6 separate regions of the Mus musculus genome follow, and all the other regions are linked to region 1. The links are chromatin contacts, called in public Hi-C, HiChIP or PLAC-seq and promoter capture Hi-C maps. All regions are on one chromosome and are shown on one strand. Each heading gives the region's core, a stretch centred on a gene start, on an enhancer-like site or on the middle of the called end of the contact. The rest is flanking DNA. Distances are from core to core; before and after follow the strand shown.

Region 1 (3,630 bases), core at 602-3,101:
CGCTGCAAGCCGGTCTCCCTGTCGCCTCCGTCAGACTCAATTCCCGCCAAGCACTTAGTTTCTTCGTGGCTGCCTATGGTGCGGCATGGCACTGTACGGGTGACTCAAGAGAGCAGCGCCTCAGGATTAGCACGGCAGCGAGTGTTGCGCTGGGTCCCTGGCCCCTGGCTCCTCGCGTAGCGGGTCGAGGCGACCGGTGGCGCACCCCGACAGGTCCTAGGCCCTCCGTCCTCCACAGCAGATAGTCCACAGAGTCCAGGGATAAAGGCAAGGACCTCAGCCTCTGGGGTACCTAGCTGCAGTGCTGGCTACCTATGTCTGGTACAGCAGAAATAAAAGCAATCTCAAGAGTTAAGAAGGAAAGAGAAATCAGGCAGAGGCAGACACACGAGAAATAAAAATCATTAATACGAGCTGATGCCCACAGCAAACGCTCGACTATGATTCAGTCTATTAATGCCTATTTTCTTTAAGTGTTTAATCATTAGTTCAGCAAGTTTGTTCCTTAGCGAGTTTAACCACCGGCCCAGGTGCGCGTCCCGACTTGCTTCCGCGGCTAACCATGCTCGGAGCGCGTAGCCACGGGATCAGTCGCACCGTGCGAGCGTCAGGCAAACACCATCGGCTGTTTTGTCCCAAATTCTGTGTCCCCGCTGTCCGTTTCTTTTCCAGCTTGCGCACACCACTTCAGGGGCACAGTCTTGGGGGCTGGGAGTGCACCCGGAGGTCGTTTCCCACGGCCGGCCGGCCGGCTGGAAGAGTCACTGACAGCAGGAGCTGTCCTAGGCGCTTAGGTGCGGGCCGGACGCTCTAACGCAAGGATTGTGGTTAGGAACAAAGTTCGTACAGACATTGGTAGGAACAGATTCTGAGATTAGGACGCTAGGAAGAAAGAGGCAAACCATCCCCCAATACCAGAAGTGTGTTATACCCCGGAATGGAAAGCGGGATTGGGCACTAGGAAAAGCCAGAATTTGGGCTAACTTTGGAAGGGCCGCGGGCACGTCGCGATCCCGCTGTTTTGGCCCTTTCTGGCAAAAGAAAACCGTTGTATGAACAGAATTTAAACACACACTCACACACACCACATTACTACCCTAGTTTATAATTGGGATAACGGAGTGTGCTAAATTCATTTGTAGTTTGGGGTCGTAGTGAGGCAATCAAGTTTGCAACCTTGGAGCAAATGCCCCACCTCGGGAGCGCACGGCTGCAGCGCGGGCTTCGGAGCTGTGGGCTGGGTTGAGAGAGGACACTGTGGTTTAGGGAAATGGCCCAGCGGGGACAAGTGAGGCTCGGTGGTCGTCGGAAAGCGCGCGCTCTGGAGCCCGGAGCTTCGCGATTCTGGATGAAGATGCCACTGCTTTATGGCAAGAGGTGTGGACATAGCTGCCTATAGGGTTGCGGGGGCGGAGGGGCGGGAGCGGTGCCCCCTTTAGCAGGACTGGCGCTAAGGGAGGACAGAGGGGCGATGCGACTCGGAAAAGTGGCGGCTAGACTCCTGAGTCCCTGGAGAAGGAGGCGCGCGCCCGCAGTCCTGCGCGTGCACACACACACACGAGCGCGCGCACACACCCGTACACACACCTGGAGCTGGGGGAGGGGGAAAGGAGAACCGGAGCGAGTGTCTTAAAATAGAGCCGCCTGGGGAGCGCTCGACTCTCGGATCGGCGGGAGGCAGCGGGCAAGAGCGGTCGGACCCGGGGTGCGCAGGTCAGCACCCCAGCCGCACGGGCGCGCAGGGGCGGGGTAGCGGCCGACGCCCCTCGGCTCGCGCTCCGCACCTGGCCCTGCAGGAAGTGCGCGCTGATTGACAGCTGCGGTGTCCCAAAAAGGCTGTAGTCAAAGATGCTGCTCGGCGGGTGGGTGTAGACGCAGCAGGCGCGCCCGTGCCCTCTCTGCTTTGCGCGCCTCCCCGGGCCCCGCCGCCCCTCTGGCTGCCGAGGAGCGGGGCTCAGGCCCCAGCCAGCGAGCCACCTCCTGCGGTCCCGGACGGCCAGGCGCTCGCCGCGCTCAGGTCGCCAGGCTCTGGTCCCGGCTCACCATGCACTGCCACGCGGAACTGAGGCTGAGCTCACCCGGCCAGCTCAAAGCAGCCAGGCGGCGCTACAAGACTTTCATGATCGATGAGATCCTCTCCAAGGAGACCTGCGACTACTTTGAGAAACTTTCCCTCTACTCTGTGTGCCCGTCGCTGGTGGTGCGACCCAAGCCCCTGCACTCTTGTACCGGTAAGACAACCGCTGGGCGATATAGTGGGCTGCTGTACTTTTGCCCGTGTGCGGTCGCCTCTGCTTTCCAACCTGAGAGCCAGAGGGACCAAAGGATTCTTTTCCTGCGTCCTTGCAAGAACAGACTCGCCCGCCAGTGGTGGGCATTCAAAAGCGTTTGCAACCGGGCCTGGGCAGGTACTGCTCCCTGGATGGGAGATGAGTTAAGACCAAGTGGTCCTTGGAGTGAGACGCCAATGTAGCATAACTGTCCTGGCTTCTTGGAGAAAGCGTCCTTCTCCCTGGCACTACCGGGGGTTTTAGTGAGAAACTTCAAACACTTGAACAGATTCAGTGCCTAGGCGGTTTCACGCAGTGAGCTTGTCAGTTTCAACTTTAATTTGGTGGTCTCATCTTTCACCTAGAGTTAGATTGCCCAGCCTCTTTTGTAATTTTACAGGTAAATCGGTTTCATGGGCTTCAAAATAAACTTGTGACTACATCAAACTTTACTTAAAATGATTGCCCTCAGGAAAGTAGTTTTGGGCTGTGCTGAGTTTTGACACAAGCAGAAAGGATAAACCCCTTGTTTGTTTTAAGTGACTAAAACCAACACTAGTAACAGTTTTTTTAAAAAAAAAAAAACCCTCAAACCTGGTTTCCTCTGTCCACAAAAACTAGACCAATAGGAAGGAAACAGAGAATTTAGTAATTACATTGAAAAAGTAGATCTGTAGGAAATCAATCCAAAGACATTTAAAACAGGGTGTACATTTAGAGAAGCTCTGGGTTTCAAAGTTCCCTGGCAGATGGGGATCAGGCTACAAAAAAGTTAGGTGGAGCTAAAACAGTTGAAAATATTTTCAAGGAAGTTCTTGACTGTGCTTTCCACTGAGAGCAAACAAGTGCTTTGGGCCTTTGGTTCTGTGCTTGCTGTATGACTGCCATGAAACAAACTCACGAAATTATAATTGGAAAAATGGAAGTGTGTGCCCACTGCAGTGGTTCCCAGACTTCTTTTCTGAACTTCGGGGATAAAAAGCTGCTAAATGTAATACTTGGAATTCCATCTCTCCCACGGTCCAGCCATGCTAGTCACTAAGTCTAAATAATAAATATGGGGAGAGGTTTTTCCCAAATCAAGTTACTCCTACATTTGGCCATAAAATGAATATTTCACTTCTTTCAGCAAGGTAGTTTTAGACTTGATATCCCACAACAAGCCTTGTAATACTGAATTTTATAAACAAGAAAATAATCAAGGTATACATTAAATAGATTTGAGAAACAAGATAGAGGCCCACCCTGCTGGCATTTTGTCTGCTATATATGTAGAGTCTCCAATGAGTCATCTGTGAATGTTTGGGGCTGGAGAAGTAGGCTAAATCTTCTCTTTGAGAACATTTATTTGCCACAACAA
Region 2 (3,630 bases), core at 409-2,908, 480 kb after region 1:
ACTAGCTGCTCTTCCAGAGGACATGGGATTGATTCCCAGCACCCACACGGCAGCTTAAAACTGTCTGTAACTCCATTTCCAGAGAATCAGGCTTTCTCTTAGATATGAATGCAGGCAAAATACTCATACATACACACACACCAAAAAAAAAAAAAGTAAAATTAAATTTGAAAAAAAAAATATGTAAAAAGCTTTATAATTAACAGTCACTGTATAGCTGCCAGCTTCCTGATTTATCTCCATCTCTTAGACTTTTGGTTTAATTACATTGTGTTTCTCTGGGTGTATGTGCTGTGATGTGCCTCTGGAGATGAGAGGACCTGTAGGAGTGGGTCCCACTTCTTCCACCGAGACTGGGCACGGGTCAACAGGCTCAGCAGCCAGCATCCTTTACTGGCTGAGACATTTAACCAGCCCCTTTTTCATCATTTTGACATTAAAAAAAATGCCTACAGAGAGCTGGCCCCACCTTTCGTCTGCCGTGAGGTGGTGTGGGCACAGCAGGGATGGCTTCCCACAATCCCTTGCTGGTTTTAGAACTCAGTAGAGCAGGCTATGTGCCTGGACTGGCCAGCACTGGTGGTGCCAGTGCAGGCGAGCCCGCCCCGAGGGCATGAGAGTGGGAGAGCTTGCCCCACCCCTTATTGGCTGTGGCACTTGGGTAAGCTAGCCAGGCAGGCAGGCTGGCCCTAGTGAGATGGGTATGGGAGAACTGGTGGGCTGACCAACTCAGCTCCTACTCAGGCCCAGATCCAGGGCTTAGGGTTGGCCCACCCTAACATCTACCCCTTCTATGAACTACTGGGGCATGTGAAGGAGCCAGTCCTGCTGAGCCAAAGCTGCAGGATCTCTATGACACAGATCAACAACAAGATATCAGAGAGGAGTCCTGGTGGAGATCCAGTACTGGCAGTGTAGCAGAAGCCAGAGGCCTTGAACCAGACCGCTGAATGACTCATTACAATGAACGTCTGCAAGTGAAGGGGGTTGGACAAAAAGGGTGTATGACACTGTGACACAGTGCAGCTCCCATGATGAGATTTTTGTTCTCTTATTTTTCCTTTGGCGGGGGCAGGGGTCACAGGGGCGGAAGGCAGACACAAAGGGGCAGGGACATGAGTGGAATTGGGGTGCATGATGTGAAATTCACAGAGAATCAATAAAAAGCTTTTTTAAATTACTACATATAAAGTTTCTTCTCTCTAATCCTCTCGTTCGCATCTGTGCCTAGGAAGATATCTTTACACTGAGTCAACAAATACTGACCTGGCCTCCATTTCTCCCCACCAAACTTATTTATTTTCACAGCCCCGGGCCCGGCAGTGTTCTCCCCAACCCCAAATTACCTGGCAGACAGTACTATTCTAGTGATTTAAGGGCTTTTCACATAAAAAGCCTTGATCTTGCTGGTGTGGCTTACGATCAATTCTGCTTCTTGCTACAGTGTGGAGGGGATGGTGCTTTGGAGGCAGGGTTTCATGTCGCCTAAGCTGGCCTTGCCTTTATTAAGAAGGGGAGGATGACCTTGAACTCCTGACCCTCTGGCTTCCACCTCCCAAGGGCTAGGACTAAAGGCATGCAGTGCACCACTATGCCTGGCTCAAAATACACAGAGTAGAAAGACTTCTTGTCTATCGCGTAAAACAGCTGGGTGTGTTGTGTATCCTTGTGATCTCAGGGCCAGGGAGACAAGCGGATCTATACAGCTCATGGGCAGGTCAGCCAGCAGAGCATACTTAGTGGGTTCCAGGCCAATGAGAAGTCCTGTGTTAGAGTAAGGTGGATAGTATCCCTCAGAAGTAATACCTGAGGTTGTCCTCCAGCCTCTACACTCCTGTCTCTGTCTCTCTCTCACACACACACACTCCACATGCACACATGCACCTATATGTGTCTATATGTACATATATGTCTTCATCATTCAATCACCTAACTGCAATCCTCATCTCTTAGGCATCCTGGAACAGCGATGGCAAACTTCAAGGGCCATGCTCTCCCAGGGAGCTTCTTTCTAATAGTGGGGCTGTGGTGGTCAGTGAAGTACCCACTGAAGTACTTTCACCACAAGGGCTTGAAGAATAACAGACTGAGCCGTCAGCAGGAGCGCATTGAGATCATTGAAGGTGCAGTGAAGACTCTGTTTGCAATCATTGGTAAGAACAGAGTCATTTTCTCTTCACATCCAGATCCTTCAACCTACCTCCCAGATCCTGTGAAATAGATGTTTTACTAGCAGAGATAATAGGACAGGGTCTAGATGACTGCTAGTCTGTTATATTCTAATATCCATGTGTGCAAAGCTTTATACTAATAGTTAATAGACCCTCCTATTGTATACACTATGAATAACTACCAAGTAAACTAGTTTTTGCCCTATGAAGTTATAGGAACAGAACAAATACTAATGGAAGTCCAAGGATCTAGCAGTTACTCAGTCTCACGCAGCAAGCAGGCGAAGGAGCAAGAGCAAGAGCTAGACTCCCTTCTTCCAATGTCCTTATATTGTCTCCAGCAAAAGGTGTAGCCCAGATTAAAGGTGTGTTCCACCACACCTTTAATCCCAGATGAAAGGCATAGCCCAGATTAAAGGTGTGTTCCTTAACTCGGAGATTCAATCTTCTGGAATCCATAGCCACTATGGCTCAAGATCTTCAAACCAAGATCCAGATAAGGATCTCCAAGCCTCCAGATAAGGATCATTGGTGAGCCTTCCAATTCCGGATTGTAGTTCATTCCAAATATTGTCAAGTTGACAACCAGGAATAGCCACTACAATCCACCCCTTGTCAACTTGACACAAATATCTCATGTTCACATGAAACAATAACAAGGTTGTAAATACGCCTAACATGATATAACTATCCCTCGTACAATCACAAACGCATTAGTAAATTTACAATGGGCATTCATATTACTTTATAATCCTCGTTTCTGCAACTGGAAAATGCAAAAAAGAATTAGGGGAGTTTTTTTTTTTAAGCAATTCAAAGTTCTATATAGAGTTTAGGTTAAATTAAATCATCATTCCCAAAAAAGTCTTTATCTAGATCTCAGGCTAATTAACAACCACTCATTGGCATATCCTCCACACAAAAGTCTCAAGCATCACCAGGAGTGGTACCCACAGGACGGCCAACAAGACAGACAACAGAAAGCCCGCAGAGTGGCTGTGAGGGATTTTAGCCCTATCTCTTTCTCATCGAATCCCCCAGGGCTTCCTGCAGCAGCGCCTCAGGGACTGGCAGTGAGCTCCGCCTGGAGCCACACCTGCTTAGAGCACCAAGCGAACTCACTCTCAGTGATGCCGCTTCTCCTTGGCCTACTGTCCCCATCTGGGTGTGAAGTGGTGACATAAAATCCTCTAGCAAAGCAAGACTTAAACACCTGCCAGATTCAGCCAAGACTTCTTGCGTGCACCAGACAACGATTTGTGGAGCTCATGAGTGCTCCACAGGATGTAGTAGTAAGGAGACACTGCCTTTAAAAAAAAAAAAAAAAAAGAGTGAATATATTTGCCATCCTGTCTGGGTCAATGTGACATTGTTCAGGGCTTCCATTCTAGTATCAGTGGTACTTCTGGATCATTCCACAAACTTCCTGATCGCTTATAAGTGACTGACTTCCAGGCTT
Region 3 (3,630 bases), core at 324-2,823, 450 kb after region 1:
GAATTCATATAAAATGCTAGGCGGGAAGCGGGCTGCACATCCCCGTATTCTCACTGCAGACAAGAGAGGATCCCTAAAGTTTGCTTGGCCCATAATCTAACTGAACAGGTGAGCAAGCTCCATAGTCAGTGAGTGACTTCATCTCAAAAATTAGGTGGAAGGTGAGAGAACACACCCAACATGGACCTAGCCTCCGCATGTACATACACACACACACACACACACACACACACACACACACACACACACACACAATCTCTGGGCTGAGGATGCAGTTCAATTGGTATTCTTCTAGCTTGTACCAAACCCTGTGTTCAACCACTAGAACTATATAAACCAGACACAGAGGGGTGCACACCTGCAATCCCAGTGCTTGTGAGGTACAAGCAGGAGGACCAGAAACCTAAAGTCATCTGTGGCTCTATGGTAAGGTAGAGGCACACCTGGGCTACATAAGACCCTGCCTCACAAAACATAAATGAAACTGTCAAAGCATCTTTACCAACCAGTAGCTCTATCAATAAAACTGCACACGGCTGTCTCGAGATCTTAGCCTATAAGGAAAGTAAAACAGTCCTGAGCAGAAAGCGTCAGAAGGAACTGGTGACCAAGTGCAGCCTCTCCCTGGCTGATGACTGTGTAGGGCTACTCCCTTTCCTCTGTTTCAAAATCTGCAGGTGTGGACACACTCCAGGACGGGACCTGATCCTTTGCTCTGAGGGCTAGTCCCCAAGCTGAGAATACAGATTTTTATATCGTTTTTGAAAACACAGCAGCTTTTCAGAGGTTCCTCTGCTAGTATCTCTCCCTGAGTTCTTTCTCTGAGTGTGCAGAGAGCTTTAGTGCTGGCATTCTCTTCATGTCTTTAGGAAGTACAAGGGGCAGCAACGGTGCAAAATAAGGTCAGTCTCTTAGCTACAAGTGCTACAGAGAGCAGCCACTATTGCAGCATCTTAAACACCACCCGGGAACTCCTCTCATGCCAATCCAGAACTGTGCCCACCTGACAGATTTTTGTCAAACGTGCACAAAGAAGATTGATTGGATGGATGGATGGATGGATGGATGGATGGATGGATGGATGTAGAAAAGAATAGAATGGAAAAGAAGAAGCCCACGTATCATCCACCGGAGCCTTCCTTGGCGGTGAGTGGTCAGTGACTATTTGTCCTGCGTGTTAGCTGTGGTTTTCCTGGCTGGAGAAATTCAGAGCTAGTCCCACTCAGAGCATTCCCTTCCTCCCAGGCCAGAAATCGCTTTGCATAACAGGAAGTCTCCATAAGTAGTGCACCTGGATGATCCAGGAACCTGGCTGGGCTTTCGGGAACACACTTTTAAAGGAGTGCCTGTGGTCCCCGAAAGCCTCTCTGAAGCAGGGGACTCTCTGAAGCAGGGGACTCTCTGAAGCAGGGGACTCTCAGAAACAGGGGACACTCGGAAGCAGGGAAAAGGTGCTTGGAAGAAAAGTACTGTGCTGAGCCACCTGAGGTCGTGCTAGCAGCAGGGTTAGGGCCATCTGAGGTTGCCAGCTCCTGCAGCGGGCGGGGCCGGGCGGGGCAGGGTGCAGACGCTTGCACCTCCTGGGCACCCGCGGTCACACGTGTGACCGAAGCTGGCAAGTGGACACCTCTGAGGCTCGGAAGAGGTAGGATTCCCGCTGGGTCAGGGGCTCAGGGCCGGGAGAAAGGGAGGCACCACCTGGGAAGGGAGGTGAGGATCCGGAGTCGGATCCTCAGGAAGGAGACAGAGAAGCGCTCACTCAGATGGAGGGAGGGTGCTGGAGTGCAGAGGGAGTCTAGTACCTAGGAAGCCGTTGGTTAGCCCCTTCGGGGCTAGGAGTAGTCCTCCTCACCAGCTCCCCCCGGGAGTTGCTCCTCTGTACTGTCCCCGGGGTCCTGGAACGATTCGGGTCCACAGCGTTACTGCGACTAGGTGACTAGGTGCGAAGCCTGGCATTCATTCTCAGGGAAGCAGGCGCTCCACCTTAGGTGGTGTGCCTATTAAGGAGACCTCGAGTTGTTTTCAGGGTGCCAGAATGACTCGCGCTCACTTGCACCCCATCTGTCGCTAAGACTCCATAAATACAGGAACCAGATACATTCCTCAGGCCGGGAAGTCTGATAATGAGAGACGGTTGATAACAGCTCCTCCAGGCCATCGTTTGGCCTCCGCTTCTAAAAGCCAAGAGTAAAGCCTTGGCCTTAGCAAGGAGAGCCTGAAAGTGGGGGCACCTGCCTGAATCCAGAGGGACTGAGTGGAGACAAGGCCCACCGTAATGGGAAAAAAAAAGATCTGTACTTCAGCAGGGAAAGGTGGGGCCTCATAAAATGGAACTTTAAAAGCGTAAGAGCAGTTGCCTCGCCTAAGGTCTCAGCAACGGCTGCTGCTTGCTGCTTCGTTCCATCTTTCCTGCCCCCCACACACTGCTCCCCCTGTCGCCCTTCCCTGGGTTCTATTTGACTTTGGGATTAGCATAGTTATCAAAGCTGGGAAGGCAGATGCATTTTATCTAACTACACACCTATCTAAATAGCTACTATGGTTTATTGTTCACAAGCAACCTACGCTTTCGGTTTTTTTGTCAATATGAGCTTTCTACGCAGTAGAGACTGGATTTTGAACGCCAAAGAGGCAGCTCTTTATGACAGTTTGTTGGCTTAGTAATAATGTGGTCACCTGCTGTTCTATAGTCTCCGGAAAAGACAAGAGACGGATAGTACCGCTGCACTGAATAGGAACCACTGTTTTAACAAAGGATGAGCATCGAGCAAGGTTTTATCTGGTTGCACAGTACCTGTAATAGTATTACAGAAACCAAACGTTCTTCCCTCTTACCAAAGAGCTTCAGTTTGCTCTTGTTTAGGAAGGTGGAAACAGGTACCATGGCGGCACTTTCCTTTGTATTCTGTGGTCCTTTCCCCTGCCTTCCTGGTGGATGCTGCCTCTGATGGCCAAGCTGAAGCTGTTGAATCTCACGGGATGCATCAGTCACTGTATCTGGTGTCTTCCCTGAAATGTTTTTGGCTAAAGCTATGACTTAATCTTAGCAAATGTTACTTTGAGGTGAGCACTGGAGAGGAGAGAGATTAAGAGGATTTCTGAGTCTTCCCATTACTTCAGGATGGTATCAGCTTCATGCTCAGTTGTACAAAGTGCAGACACCATGTATGATCAAGAGACGATCAAAGGTTATCACTCTTTTGCTTGTTGAACACAGTAGGTAAGGACAGCTTTGCCACTTAGAAAGCTACCTTCATAGCTGAAGTACCTGAGATTGCAAAACTTTTTAATTATAGGGAAATAAGTCACTGGTATGTTAACAAAAAATAGGTAGCTATATAAAAACATTTCATTTCCATATGTTTTACAGATGGTCATAAGACAAACAATAAATTGCTTACAACATTGCACCATACTTCAGTGAAAAATCAGAGGACACACACACATGTACTGAACTCTGAACTTTTCTACCCTTTTGACCACCCAGTTCCTTCTTCCTAGCCTTCTCTAGAGCTAGAAATGAAAACAGATTAAAGTTTAACTCTTTAGGTTTCTTTTATTGACATCCTTTAAAAGTAGATGAGCACAAGGCCCATATTAAGAGACCTGAAGAAAATTGAAAAAGTCTTT
Region 4 (3,630 bases), core at 469-2,968, 430 kb before region 1:
GTCCCACCCCTGGATTCTATATTAAGTCAGACTGAGCAAGCCATGATGAGCAAGCCGGTAAGCACCACCTTTCATGTCCTCTGCATCAGCTTCTGAGTCCAGGTTCTGGTCATGTTGAGCTCCTGTCCTGACTTCCTTCAGTGATGGACTGTGAATGTGGAGGCAGAAGCCGAATAAACCCTCTCCTTTGGGTGCTGAACCCCAAAAACTGTGTAACAGACAGAGAGATGTTAAGGTTGGGACTAGTGAAGGCACCAGCAGACAGCCACGTGCTGGCTCTCCCAGACAGCAGCCCTCCCTGTGCAGTGAGTGACATTCCTGTCTTTCCTACGGTTCATTGAAGAATAGAGTCCTCTATGCTCAAAGCCAAGAACAGTCCACAAAAGAGGGAGAGTGGGGTTTGTGCCTGCAATGAGAAAGACCTAGGCTGGGGTAGAGACTAACAGTGGATTCCCAGAAGGAAGGATATTCAGACCCCCAGAGCAGCAGCCAATGTGGTCTGTACATGGAGGCTGTCACACAGAAAATGAAATACATTCAAGAGATCTATGCAGAGAAGTAGAAACAGAATAATGTACAACGGACTGGAAGGTGGGTGGAACCTTGAGGAAACACGGGGGTTCGGGGGCCGGGGGCCTTTTAATGCCATCATTGAAAAGCTTTTTCCTTCAACACATGTACATAGGACGTTGCAACAGAAATGACATTATAGTTTTAATATTTTACAAGAAGAACTTTTGGGAACAGAGAAGAAAGTAGAGAGTGGGAGGAAAGGCCAGCCCCCTTACCTGAAGATGGTTCAGGTCTCACTTGCCTTTCAAGGGAAGGCCATATCCATTTCAATGAATAGCCATTCCCACTCACCTATAGACTACCCTAAGCAGAATGCTCCAACAAAAGACCCACTTCCCTTCTCCCTTCTCTAGACTTTCCCCTTCAGTTATAATCAGGTCCCAGTCTCAAGAGCCAGACCCAGTAACAGCTTAAGGTCCCCCCCTAGACTGTGACTCCGGACTTCCAGGGGAATGTCCCCCACCTGCTGCATCTGGCTTCTTGATAGGCAGGGAAGTTCGGACAACAGCCCCCTCAAAGTGCCCAGAATGACTGAGCAGGTGTTCCCCCCTCCCCTTGCAAGGCTCTGAGCCTGAATTTTCTGCCCTAAGAGTTTCTTCTGTCTGCTCCTCCGCACCCTCTAAACACAGGCACGCGGGCGCTCACACACGTGCGGGGGCGCTTACACACGCGGGCGATCACACACACACATGTACACGTGAGCTTTCCCACATATTCACGGGAAGCTCTCACACACATCTGGTGGCGCAGGTCTCTGACCCTCGCTTAAGCGTGGCCAGAAGCACAGGAGCATCAACAAGGAGGTCTTGGAGGGAGGTGGCGAAGGGGGAGTAGTGGGCAGGAGAGTAGGGAGGAGGCTGCCCGCTCTCTCTGGCCCTGCGTCCGGCACCGGACTCCTTCCAAGTGACTGTGACCCCCGATACCAACAGCCCCCACCCATCTCCACCATATACCCCATTGTGCAAGCATTTCTCCCATTGCTGCCTTTCTTTGTGGTTCTCCTTTGCCTGTGGCCCTTTAAATCGCGTTCTATCCAGAGATTCAATTGTAGGGGGACAGAGGGAGGAGAACCCGGGAGGGGGGGCGGGGGGACGGGAGGAGATGGGGAGGGAGAAGAGAGGAGGGCGGAGAGGAGAGGGACAGCAGAGAGCCTCCCGCTGTTCTCTCTAGATAGAAGGGCGAGGCAGACCGGTGAAGGGGCGGGAGGTTTAGACGCCTCTGCTAGCTGGACCTGCGACACCAGAGTGGCTCGGGGCGTCTGCCCGTCCGTAGGCAATGCCTGAGGCTAGGGAATCCCCTGGAGAGCCCTGAGAGCCACCTGCACCGCCTTGGAAGGATCTCCAGAAGTTAGCCCCAAGGGTTCGGAGAAGCTCTCTGCGCTACAAGTAAGTTGTCTCCTTTCTCTCGCGTCCCTCCCCCAGCCCAGCGACTCCCCAAACCGGACCCTCACTAGGTGTCCTGTGGTTCTAAAAGAAGGCTTTCCCCTACCGGAGCCTGTCGGGTTGAGACAGGATGGGAACAAGATCCGGTGGTCCAAAGTTCAACAAACTGAAGCTGGCCTTAGCTGCCGGCCTCCCCAAGATGAGGAGTCCAGCCTCCCCAGGACCATAAACGCCCTGCTCCCAGAACCAGACCAGGATACCTGCGGGACTGAAACCTTCCATCTTTGGCTTGCTTGGCCAGGCCTTGGGAGGAGATAGAGAGAACCTTGCTCCCAGAAACAGCTTCAGGTGGGGGCAGAGATGGTCGGGTAGGGCGACCCCCTGGACTGTAGACTCTCTGCCCCAGCTGCTTTCTAATCTAACTGCTTTGCGGTACCAGTCTTCTCAGAATTGGTCACTACCTGTATGCTTTCCTTCTTTTGAAAACATTTCTGCAATTGTTCAAAAGAAGGGTTAAAGATAAAAGGTGGAGGAAGACAAGCTATAGCATTTTCCTGATGGTGGCTCTCCTTGGAGATCTGCTCTGTAGCACCTGATTCTGCCAGGGCCTCCTTTAAACGCAAGGGCAGGCCACTAGGAGGGGGGTTTCTAGCCTGGGACTGTGGAGCAGTGTTCAGTGTTGGCTTCTCGAAATTTCATGGGCTATTCCCAAAAGGCAGTGGAGACTCTAGCCTGCCCAGCATCCATACCAAGATCCCGGGGCGCTATCGAGGGGAACCTTTCAAACACCAGGCAAACAGTGGGAATGCAAATGCTCACTGTGACTCTTCTCAGTTAAACGGAGACTAGCAAGCCTGTCCCACAGCACAGAAATGGCAGCTCTGAGAGGGTGAGTAACTGAGATTACAACGGGAGAGTCTCCACAGTATCTGACTCCAAAGTGTAGCTATTCTTTCTCCTAAGCAAGCTGCCTGGGCCACCGAGCATGGGAATCCCTGCGGAGAAGCAGGGGACAGCAGCTAATATTTACAGAACCGGGGTGTTGAGCTGGAACGGGGTCCTGGGAGTTAACCTGTGGGGCAGAACTACGTTTTCTTGCTTTCTAGAGGGAACTAAAGTACACGGATGTCTGAGCTCTAAAGGGAGGTTCTAATCTTCACAGTCCTTGCCAGCCCCTGGCTTCAAATCCAGAGCTTATTACCAAACACTAACCCTGTAAGGTATACCACCTTCCTGGGATCCATGCCTTTGCTTAGCAATAGTCTCTCTCCACCTCCTTTGTTATTTGAGACACAGGTTATCACTATTCAGACCTGGCTAGCCTAGAACTCACTATGTAGACCAGATTGACTTCATAGACACCTGCCCACCTCTGGAGTGCTGGGATTAGAGGCATGAGCCACCATGTCTGTTTTACATGCATGCAGTCTTGAGTTCCAACCCAGGGTTTCCCAGGCTCTGGCAGGTGAGCTGAGCTGTGGGATTTATAAAAGGATTAAATTGGGCTGTGCCATCAAAGGCTTAGCTAGACTCCTTGGGATCAGAGACTTTTGAGTAAGTCCCCGATATACTTATCTTACAGGGGAAGGCTCAGCTTCCAGTGGGAGCCCTAGGGAACAGGGTGTACTTGGGAGCATGGCAGCATCAGATCACCACTGAAAGAGGTGCCATCCCA
Region 5 (3,630 bases), core at 552-3,051, 310 kb after region 1:
AGAAACTATTTACCTGTGCACAATATTGCTTTGCCAGCCATATCTTTCTGGGGACGGTGCCTACAGCAGGGGGAATTCCCACACTGTTCCAAGCCTCCTCGGCAGACATTAATATTAATGCTTATGCTGATATGCTATAGATATCATTAGTAAGTTTCCTGGTTTCAACACTGCAGCAAAACCAGGGAAAGTCCCAGGCACAGAACAAAGGTCACCCGCGCTATTTCCCCCTCTTGTGGATGATTATTTCTTGGATCACTGTCTAAAGAACCTTGGCCTTCTGCAAAGGTCCTTTGGGAACACCCTGTGTAGGGTGGAAGGCTGGGATTTGCTGATCCTCAAGACTAGGATCAAAGAGACTGAGTCAAACCCTTGGTTACTACAGTTCTGAGATTAGCACAACCACTTGAAGGTAGGTTTCCCATGTACAGGGCATTCTTTGACATTTTGATACAACATAAAACCCAAGGGAGTAAGGTGTCTCCATTTCTATCATTTAATCATCTTACCCATTAAGGTCATGTTGACTGATTCAATAATGCTAGAAGCCACACTGTGGGCAGTTGTGTTCCACAAAGCCTTTTTAAATGTTGTATATGTGTAGGTGTTTTCCCTGCATGTGTGTGTGTGTGTGTGTGTGTGTGTGTGTGAGTATGTGCATACGCAAACACCACATGCAATCCTTTTGACCTACAGAAGCCAAAAGAGATCAGTAGATACCATGAATCAGGAGTTACAATGGTTGAAAGCCACCATATAGGTTCTGGGAATCAAACCATGGTCTTCTGCAAGAGCAGCCAGTGCTCTTAACTGTCAAGCCATCTCTCCAGACCTTCCCTAACTTTCTCCATCTGTTCCTGTCTTTTGTGATGGTGATATTTCCGAGCTGCATGGGAGACATTTTGTAGACAGTTCCTTGTGACTGATTCTGGCAATTCTTTGAGGAAAAGATGCCACAATGTGTTCTTATTGCATTCGCTTGGATGAATGTCATTACAGTTGACCTCATGTCAGCTGGTGTGAACTTGAATCACCTCATTAAGGTGTTTTTCCAAGTTCTCCACTAAAATGTTGCTCTTTTTCTCTAGCCAGGAACTAAGAAACTCCACCCTCATCTAGCCTTTGTCACTCCTGCCCCTTCTCACCATCCTTGACATTGTTTCTTGGGTGAGCTAACTACAATGGGTGCTGCCAACTGGTGACGCCCCAGTTTTGCCATTCCTTCCGAGTGCACTGGTTGGAGGGAGTCCTCTCTTTCTTCACTCATTCATTCATTTATGTTTATCTGTCTGACTCGTGGATTCTGTTTTATCCACTTGTACAGAATCCATTGCTAATGCTCGTCTTCATGACACATAAAGGCATACTTGGTCATTGGGAGTCCCCTCATGAGAGCTCCTTTGTCCTTCCTCCACGTTCAATCATTCCTTAAATACTTTCTGACTTTCCAGAGTAGCCAAATAGCTCAGATACTTTCTGGACTTTGTCAGACACAACCTGATCATTTCCTAAAGGAGTCTTGGCTCCCCTTAATGAAGAAAAGGATTTAGAAGCTCAGAAGTAAGCATTAAGCCTGCTTATCACTGTAGGGATAAAGCCCCCCCCCCCCCCCGTCCTCTCTGGGGTAAGAATACACACATACACACACACACACACACACACACTGTTTAAAATGAAAGTAGATTAATAGTTGCTGAAAGTACATAAGTTAAAATTTATCAAGTTTCATTCTAAGTATGCAAACCATATGCAAATCAGACCTCAATTAAGCTGTAAAGGAAGATAGCACCGTTCCTTATCTGACAAGAATAGAGAGGTCTGGAAGGATGAGACAGAGAAAAGCCACGTGATAAGACGTTAATGTGTGAGTTTTGCTGTGGTTTCTGTTAATGAAGGCCACCAGAAAATAAATGTTTGTCTCAACACTTGAGGGGGACACTCACCATGGAAGATCCACGGGACATGGCAATAAAGAACATTAGGAAAAAGGAGATTACATATGACTGGGGGTGGGGACTAAGGAAGTCAGTGCTCACTCGACATTGGACTGTGGGCTACAGAGTAAGATCTGATCTCTAAAACATTAGCGATAAAGGTTGACTATTCTATGACAGATTATGTAATTAATCTAATCTGTAGAGAGTACAAATGAACAAGGGCAAAGCTGTATTTGGAAAGAATAGGAACGTGGCCATTAGTTTTCCAGCCAAGTCAGGCAAGTGTTCACCATTTCTCATAAAGCATAGTAATTTGCTTTTGTTCCATGTTAGACAAAAGTAAGAAGTGGCTTGGCTTCGCCTCTGTTTACTGTGACCTCAGAGTAGTCTAAGGTTTGTATTTTGTGTAGTTGTGTGCATCCAGTAGGCTCAGCTGTAAATACCAAATCAGCTTTTGAATGTCAGTACTCTCCTCCTATCCTGTCTCTGCCTCTGTCTCTGTCTCTGTCTCTGTCTCTGTCTCTCCCTCTCTATCTTGCCCCTCGTCTGTCTCTCGTGTCTCTTTCTCTCTGCCTCTGTCTCTGTCTCTGCCTCTGTCAAAGTAAGGACCCTCCAAAGAGGACAGACATTTTTGATGTTCATTGCTTTGATTCTGTTAGTAAAATACATATGCCTGAATAAATAGTATGGGCCATTAAGGAAGAAAATGGCATCCTTTTTCACCCCTTGCACTCCACATCCCTGGATGGCTGTACTTAATCAATACATATAAATGCATAGGATATAGCCAGACTGTCTGCTCCCCTGGCATATAGGGCCTGTGAGCTCCCATGCTGTTGCTGTCTTCCCAGTCTTTGCAAAACATTTAGTACAGGCACACTTACCTGGGGCACCTTCAGTTATTCACACAGCAATGAGCATTCAGTTAGTGACAGGCATAGTATGTGGAAATGTATAAACATGGTCCAGATTAACTGACTAAAGGACAAACAATCAGTTTTATGATACAGGTTATAGCTTATTTATTTATCTTTGGGTTTTTTATTTTTATTGTATGTTTATGCTGTTTTGCCTGCATATACTTCTGGGCCCCCTATATGTGTCTGATACCCACAGATGACAAAAGAGGACATTCTTTGCTCTAATACTGAAGCTACAGACAGTTGTGAGCTACCAGGTGGATGCTAGGACTCAAACCCAGATTCTCTGGAAGAGAAGCCAGTACTCTCAACTGCTGAGCCATCTCTTCAGCACTTTATCTTTCTTATGTTCATTATTAGTGCATGTATGTTTGTGTGAAAGTGCATGTATGTGTGTGACCTCCATTTAATCCCTGATGATTGCCTACCTCCATCTTCAAAGTACTGAGATTGCAGGTAGAGACACCACACTAAACGTATATGGTGCTGGGAATCAAGCCCAGAGTCTCTCTATGTTAGGGCAAGCACTATACCAACTGAGCCACATCCCTGGCCTCTATAACTTAAAAATTTTAAAGTACACAGAATACACTGACCTGAGCTCAGAGACAACACAAAAGCTGAACTGGGACAGGCACCCCTCTTGGGGAGCCACACCGCACCTTTCCCGCTCCCCGTCTCTATCTCCAGAGGACCCAAAGCAAGACTGTAAGTGCAGAAGGAAGAGGTTTGAGAAAGGAAGTCAGATTCTTTGTGCTCGGCAGTCTCCTAGA
Region 6 (3,630 bases), core at 722-3,221, 260 kb after region 1:
GCTGCCCAGAATTTGTTTCCCTGTGTTGAGTTTGTGCTATTCAACATAGATTATAAACATTTAAAAGGAAGAACTTATATAAGTATATATTTTATACAATTTCACTCCGGACTGGTGGGTTTAACACTGGCTTAACTGCTAAGGGAACCAGACAGCCTTGGGTGTATTAAAAGCCGACCACATTTCATACAGCTTCCAACATGATGGTTGTCAAGGCGATCTCTATAAACTTTCCACATTTAACACTGTAAGTGTACGAGGGGCGGAGAGAATGTGTTGTAGAATCTCATTGCCCCAGGCTGAGTTCAACACTGGTCCAATTTGTGCCAATGAAACTATTCTCCTGATTTTCTTTATTTTCATCTTCCTGAGATAAGACATGTCCTCTTGGGTGGAAGGTGTCCCTTCCTAGATTTGATTACACTCAGACCCTTCAAGAAGGAAGGATTGATCCACCTTTGCCACCTGCGTGGCTGGTTTGTATATAGGGAAGAGGCTGATGTGGGAGTCCCTCCCTTGCAACTGGAAGACATGAGGCTAGGGTGTACAAAATAACCTACTCTTAGATTATAGTAACCAGTAGGGAGAGCTGAAAATAACTTGAAGTACTAGGGCCTGAGCCTCAACATGCTGGGGATGGATAGAGCAAGCCAGCAGAAAAGAACCCCCTTTTCTGGTGTAACCCCAACCCCTTCTTTACCAAGAACTGAAATTCAGAGAAAAGCTCTAACTTTCTCACTTACGCTACAGGAAATCTCACTGTTTGGGTTCAGTGTGATTGCCTTACCTTCTACCAAACATACAGCTCGGTTAATTCACAACAATGGCCTTTGTTCAGGAATTCTAAAAGCCAAGAGACAGCAGGCAAGGCTCTTGCTCCCTGCCCCACACTCAACTAACTATACCAACCCCATATCCAGAGTCCCAACAAATGATGTAAGCCAAAAAAGCAAAGAGCACGAGGCACGGCACGTGTTTTCCATTCAAAGGCTGATTAGCTCGTAGGGTAGCCTTAAAGGAACAGACGAAGCACAAGAAGATGCTACAAAATGCAAAGAGAATAATGGATTCGTTACATGGAAGGAAGGAATAAAACCCTGGCTTCTGGAATCTCGGTCCTCAAAGCTCAGATAAGTGTGTCATTGATAACAGAATATATAGAATATGTCTCTTTTCTCTAGCCATGTTCCTGTTTACTTCCTCCCTAGTCAGTTGATGACACATTTCATAGAAGCCCAGATTTAAGGCAAGTCTCCAGTGTCTGTTTCTCACATTGATATCACTCAGGCCTCTTCCATAGGAAGCCTTGGGCATCACTGTCAGAAGCATGTGAGATGTATGCTCCAAGGTTCTAGAAGATACCCATTGGGCAGACCATCCAAAAAACACACATTGCAGCTTAAGAGCTGCACTGTCTCTTCCTCCTCGCACGGTCAAGCAGGACAGTCCCTGATGTTCATGGAAGTCTCTCTGGAGCCTAGTGACAGACTGGTAAGTACTGTGCAAGCTTTCCAGTGATCACAGATGCCTGGTTAGGAGAAGCAGCCCCTGCTGAGCTTCCTGTGACTCACCTCACCCTCTGTGCACACAATTCTTTTTTGTCTTGCCTCTGAGAAGGGCACACTGCCCGATGGAAAGTTACTCCCGGTGGGGCAAGAGGCAAGGCCTGCTCAGATGGTTTATAAGCACTCTAGAGCCTAGGCCATCCCCTGGTGATTTACAATGTTTGATTTCTCCCTGGGACAGAGGAGTGCTCTGTAAATCAAACCTGTCTTGGTTTGTCAACCCGTGTCAGTGTTTGCTGAGTCCTCAACTCGAAGGCAAGTTGGAACAGCGTGGACACCTTGGCATCGGGCTTGTTCCCCCCTCTGCAGCTTCCCATTTTGATGAAACAATTCTAGGGTGAGGTTGGCCCTAGGAGTTATTTCTCTGACTCATAGTCCCCTCGTTCTTTTCACACACTCAGAATGCAGCAAGTCCCTCATAGCCCTGGGCCGAGAAAGAGGCCAGGGTTGGGGCATAGCCCTTCTAGGGTCCACTCCCAAGGCTGAGAAGACAAACAGGGAGGTGACTCTCCCAGGTTGTTCTTTCATCACCTCAAGCCATTTGGGGACACCATTACCACACACTTCATGGAAAAGCCTCAAACTGGTTCTAGCACTCCGAGATGTGAACAAGCCTACATGCAAAGTTGGCGGAGTTAATCCAAGCAGAGAGGGAAGCAGCTGTTTGGGTGTCCTTTTGGATGAGATGAGGCATTAGGAGGACCCTACATCTTTAGAGACCCTGGCCAATGTGAGAAACGGACCTTACTTCAGAAAAACGTTTGTTCAGCTATCATATATCATGCTTTCTTTTCCATCGTCTGATCCAGCAGCCATTTACTCTGTTGGCACTGAGTAGTGCCTTCAAGAACCTCACAATTTGAACAACAGACACATAAATAGCTTTGATACGCGGGTAAGGCACCATCTTTCCCTCCCTAGGATGCACACACACATGCTTTCTCTAGAAAACAGGTTCAGTATGGTTAGAGATCTCCATGCATGGGCTGGGGTCACTGGACTATTTGAAGCGGGGGAAAAAAAGGGGAGCTCGGACACCTGGGTGAGAACCTTGGCAGAAGGGCCCTTTCCCCGGCCACTTTCAGGGGTGTAAGGGGGGCAGGCTTTCACTCTTCAAGCTTTGCAAGGCTTGACTCATTCAACATGAAACAGAAAGAGTGTTGAAAGACACAGCACCTGGCCTCCACATAGGAGCTGGCCACTGTCACACTGTCTGAGGAACAGAGAAAATATCAACTATTCACATCTCAGGATTCCCACGATCTCGGTCCAGCACGTTGACTGGCCTTCTACGGCTTTGAGCACGCCTCTGACTTGGGACACCTCAGAAATTCTTTGAATGCGATATAGAAATTGATTTACTGGAAAGGGACTTTGATAATTATTAGGATGCACATCTGGGTGGTGTTCATTCACTAACTTATTCATTCACCCTGCCTGCATTTCACAATTACATTTGGATTTTGCTATCTATGGTTTGGATCTGGTATGCCCCCCAGAAGGCTTCCGAGTTAGACTTGGTCCCTGGCCTGTGGCACTACTGGAAGGTAGTAAGAACTTTAAGAGGTGATGCTGGTAAGTCTTAGGTGGTTGGGGTCATCACTTTGAATAGAGCCCTGGGACCATAGTTTCTTTCTCTTTCTCTTTCTCTTTTGTGTTCCAGCCATGAGAAAAAAGTTGCGTTCTGACTTAGATTGTCACTGTCATGTGCTGTCTAACCACAGGAACAAAGGCACTGAGGCCTGTAACCTCCAAAGCTAATAATGTACTTATGCCAGTATTTGTGACAGTAATAGAAAGTTCGCTAATCTAGGGTCCATTGTTAATAAGCTGATGCAAAAATCACGTATGCACCAAAGACAAAGAGGAAACGCATTCAATCTGAGGGTTTCGCCTTAGTACAAGAGACCCAAGTTACCTAATTAACAAAAGTTCATGAAAGAAGGATACTAATATTCCAATAAAGTATATTGGTATTTTAAATTTTGGTTCTGCACCTGGAGGGAGTTCAGAGGTGCTTTTATCCTAGCAACAAGCAAAGAGAAAAAGAAATTTTAAAAGAAAG

What was found. Promoter capture Hi-C pulls out the DNA fragments that hold promoters and counts their contacts. A called contact is a pair of places that touch in the nucleus more often than the background predicts. HiChIP or PLAC-seq counts read pairs in DNA pulled down with a chosen protein or histone mark.
Region 2: a contact with region 1 is called in a promoter capture Hi-C map of liver, with 3 times the contacts expected there. The contact joins the enhancer-like site here to the promoter of Barx2 in region 1. A contact is called at or near these places in 9 of 39 promoter capture datasets (the 3T3-L1 cell line, embryonic stem cells, frontonasal cranial neural crest and 5 more), 1 of 484 Hi-C or Micro-C datasets (cortical neurons), 5 of 115 datasets of contacts at active chromatin or transcription factors (astrocytes, embryonic stem cells and stem cell-derived neural progenitor cells) and 1 of 9 other capture datasets (embryonic stem cells).
Region 3: an H3K4me3 HiChIP or PLAC-seq map of embryonic stem cells shows a contact between it and region 1, with 5 times the contacts expected there. The contact joins the promoter of Tmem45b here to the promoter of Barx2 in region 1. A contact is called at or near these places in 6 of 39 promoter capture datasets (embryonic stem cells, hippocampal neurons, liver and 2 more), 3 of 484 Hi-C or Micro-C datasets (all in embryonic stem cells), 5 of 115 datasets of contacts at active chromatin or transcription factors (embryonic forebrain, embryonic stem cells, intestinal villus epithelium and 1 more) and 3 of 9 other capture datasets (adipose tissue, embryonic stem cells and liver).
Region 4: a Hi-C map of embryonic stem cells shows a contact between it and region 1, with 2.6 times the contacts expected there. The contact joins the promoter of Kcnj5 here to the promoter of Barx2 in region 1. A contact is called at or near these places in 8 of 39 promoter capture datasets (embryonic stem cells, hippocampal neurons, liver and 1 more), 6 of 484 Hi-C or Micro-C datasets (all in embryonic stem cells), 5 of 115 datasets of contacts at active chromatin or transcription factors (astrocytes, embryonic stem cells, forebrain and 1 more) and 1 of 9 other capture datasets (embryonic stem cells).
Region 5: an H3K4me3 HiChIP or PLAC-seq map of intestinal villus epithelium shows a contact between it and region 1, with 10 times the contacts expected there. The contact joins the enhancer-like site here to the promoter of Barx2 in region 1. A contact is called at or near these places in 10 of 39 promoter capture datasets (the C10 cell line, cranial neural crest, embryonic stem cells and 6 more), 2 of 15 datasets of contacts at CTCF or cohesin (the NIH/3T3 cell line and stem cell-derived epiblast-like cells), 12 of 484 Hi-C or Micro-C datasets (the G1E-ER4 cell line, the HL-1 cell line, Sertoli cells and 7 more), 19 of 115 datasets of contacts at active chromatin or transcription factors (astrocytes, craniofacial prominence, embryonic basal ganglia and 11 more) and 2 of 9 other capture datasets (embryonic stem cells and pancreatic islet).
Region 6: a Hi-C map of epidermal suprabasal cells shows a contact between it and region 1, with 4 times the contacts expected there. The contact joins the enhancer-like site here to the promoter of Barx2 in region 1. A contact is called at or near these places in 14 of 39 promoter capture datasets (the 3T3-L1 cell line, embryonic stem cells, frontonasal cranial neural crest and 5 more), 1 of 15 datasets of contacts at CTCF or cohesin (stem cell-derived epiblast-like cells), 31 of 484 Hi-C or Micro-C datasets (the HL-1 cell line, Th1 cells, cortical neurons and 8 more), 12 of 115 datasets of contacts at active chromatin or transcription factors (embryonic limb bud, embryonic stem cells, fibro-adipogenic progenitors and 4 more) and 3 of 9 other capture datasets (adipose tissue, embryonic stem cells and pancreatic islet).

Annotation. Positions count from the first base shown.
Region 1 is chr9:31,911,506-31,915,135 of GRCm38.p6, reverse strand. It overlaps Barx2 (BarH-like homeobox 2), which reads left to right and starts at 1,851. Exons shown (of 4, transcript NM_013800.2): 1 at 1,851-2,231. The coding sequence starts at 2,045.
Region 2 is chr9:31,429,844-31,433,473 of GRCm38.p6, reverse strand. It overlaps Tmem45b (transmembrane protein 45b), which reads left to right. Exons shown (of 6, transcript NM_144936.1): 2 at 1,954-2,153. The coding sequence starts at 1,970. Among named protein-coding and RNA genes, the nearest start is that of Tmem45b, 33 kb to the left of the region's middle. Within about 2 kb of position 1,658, at least 51 of the 459 cell types and tissues checked have an H3K27ac peak or open chromatin away from gene starts, as enhancers often do. A contact at or near this core is called in embryonic stem cells and liver, where this site is marked.
Region 3 is chr9:31,462,181-31,465,810 of GRCm38.p6, reverse strand. It overlaps Tmem45b (transmembrane protein 45b), which reads left to right and starts at 1,573. Exons shown (of 6, transcript NM_144936.1): 1 at 1,573-1,645.
Region 4 is chr9:32,342,432-32,346,061 of GRCm38.p6, reverse strand. It overlaps Kcnj5 (potassium inwardly-rectifying channel, subfamily J, member 5), which reads left to right and starts at 1,718. Exons shown (of 4, transcript NM_010605.5): 1 at 1,718-1,958; 2 at 3,538-3,630.
Region 5 is chr9:31,599,467-31,603,096 of GRCm38.p6, reverse strand. No RefSeq gene overlaps it. Among named protein-coding and RNA genes, the nearest start is that of Gm31408, 42 kb to the right of the region's middle. Within about 2 kb of position 1,801, at least 5 of the 459 cell types and tissues checked have an H3K27ac peak or open chromatin away from gene starts, as enhancers often do. A contact at or near this core is called in intestinal villus epithelium, where this site is marked.
Region 6 is chr9:31,648,947-31,652,576 of GRCm38.p6, reverse strand. No RefSeq gene overlaps it. Among named protein-coding and RNA genes, the nearest start is that of Gm31408, 91 kb to the right of the region's middle. Within about 2 kb of position 1,971, at least 21 of the 459 cell types and tissues checked have an H3K27ac peak or open chromatin away from gene starts, as enhancers often do. A contact at or near this core is called in the HL-1 cell line, epidermal suprabasal cells, muscle stem cells and 1 more, where this site is marked.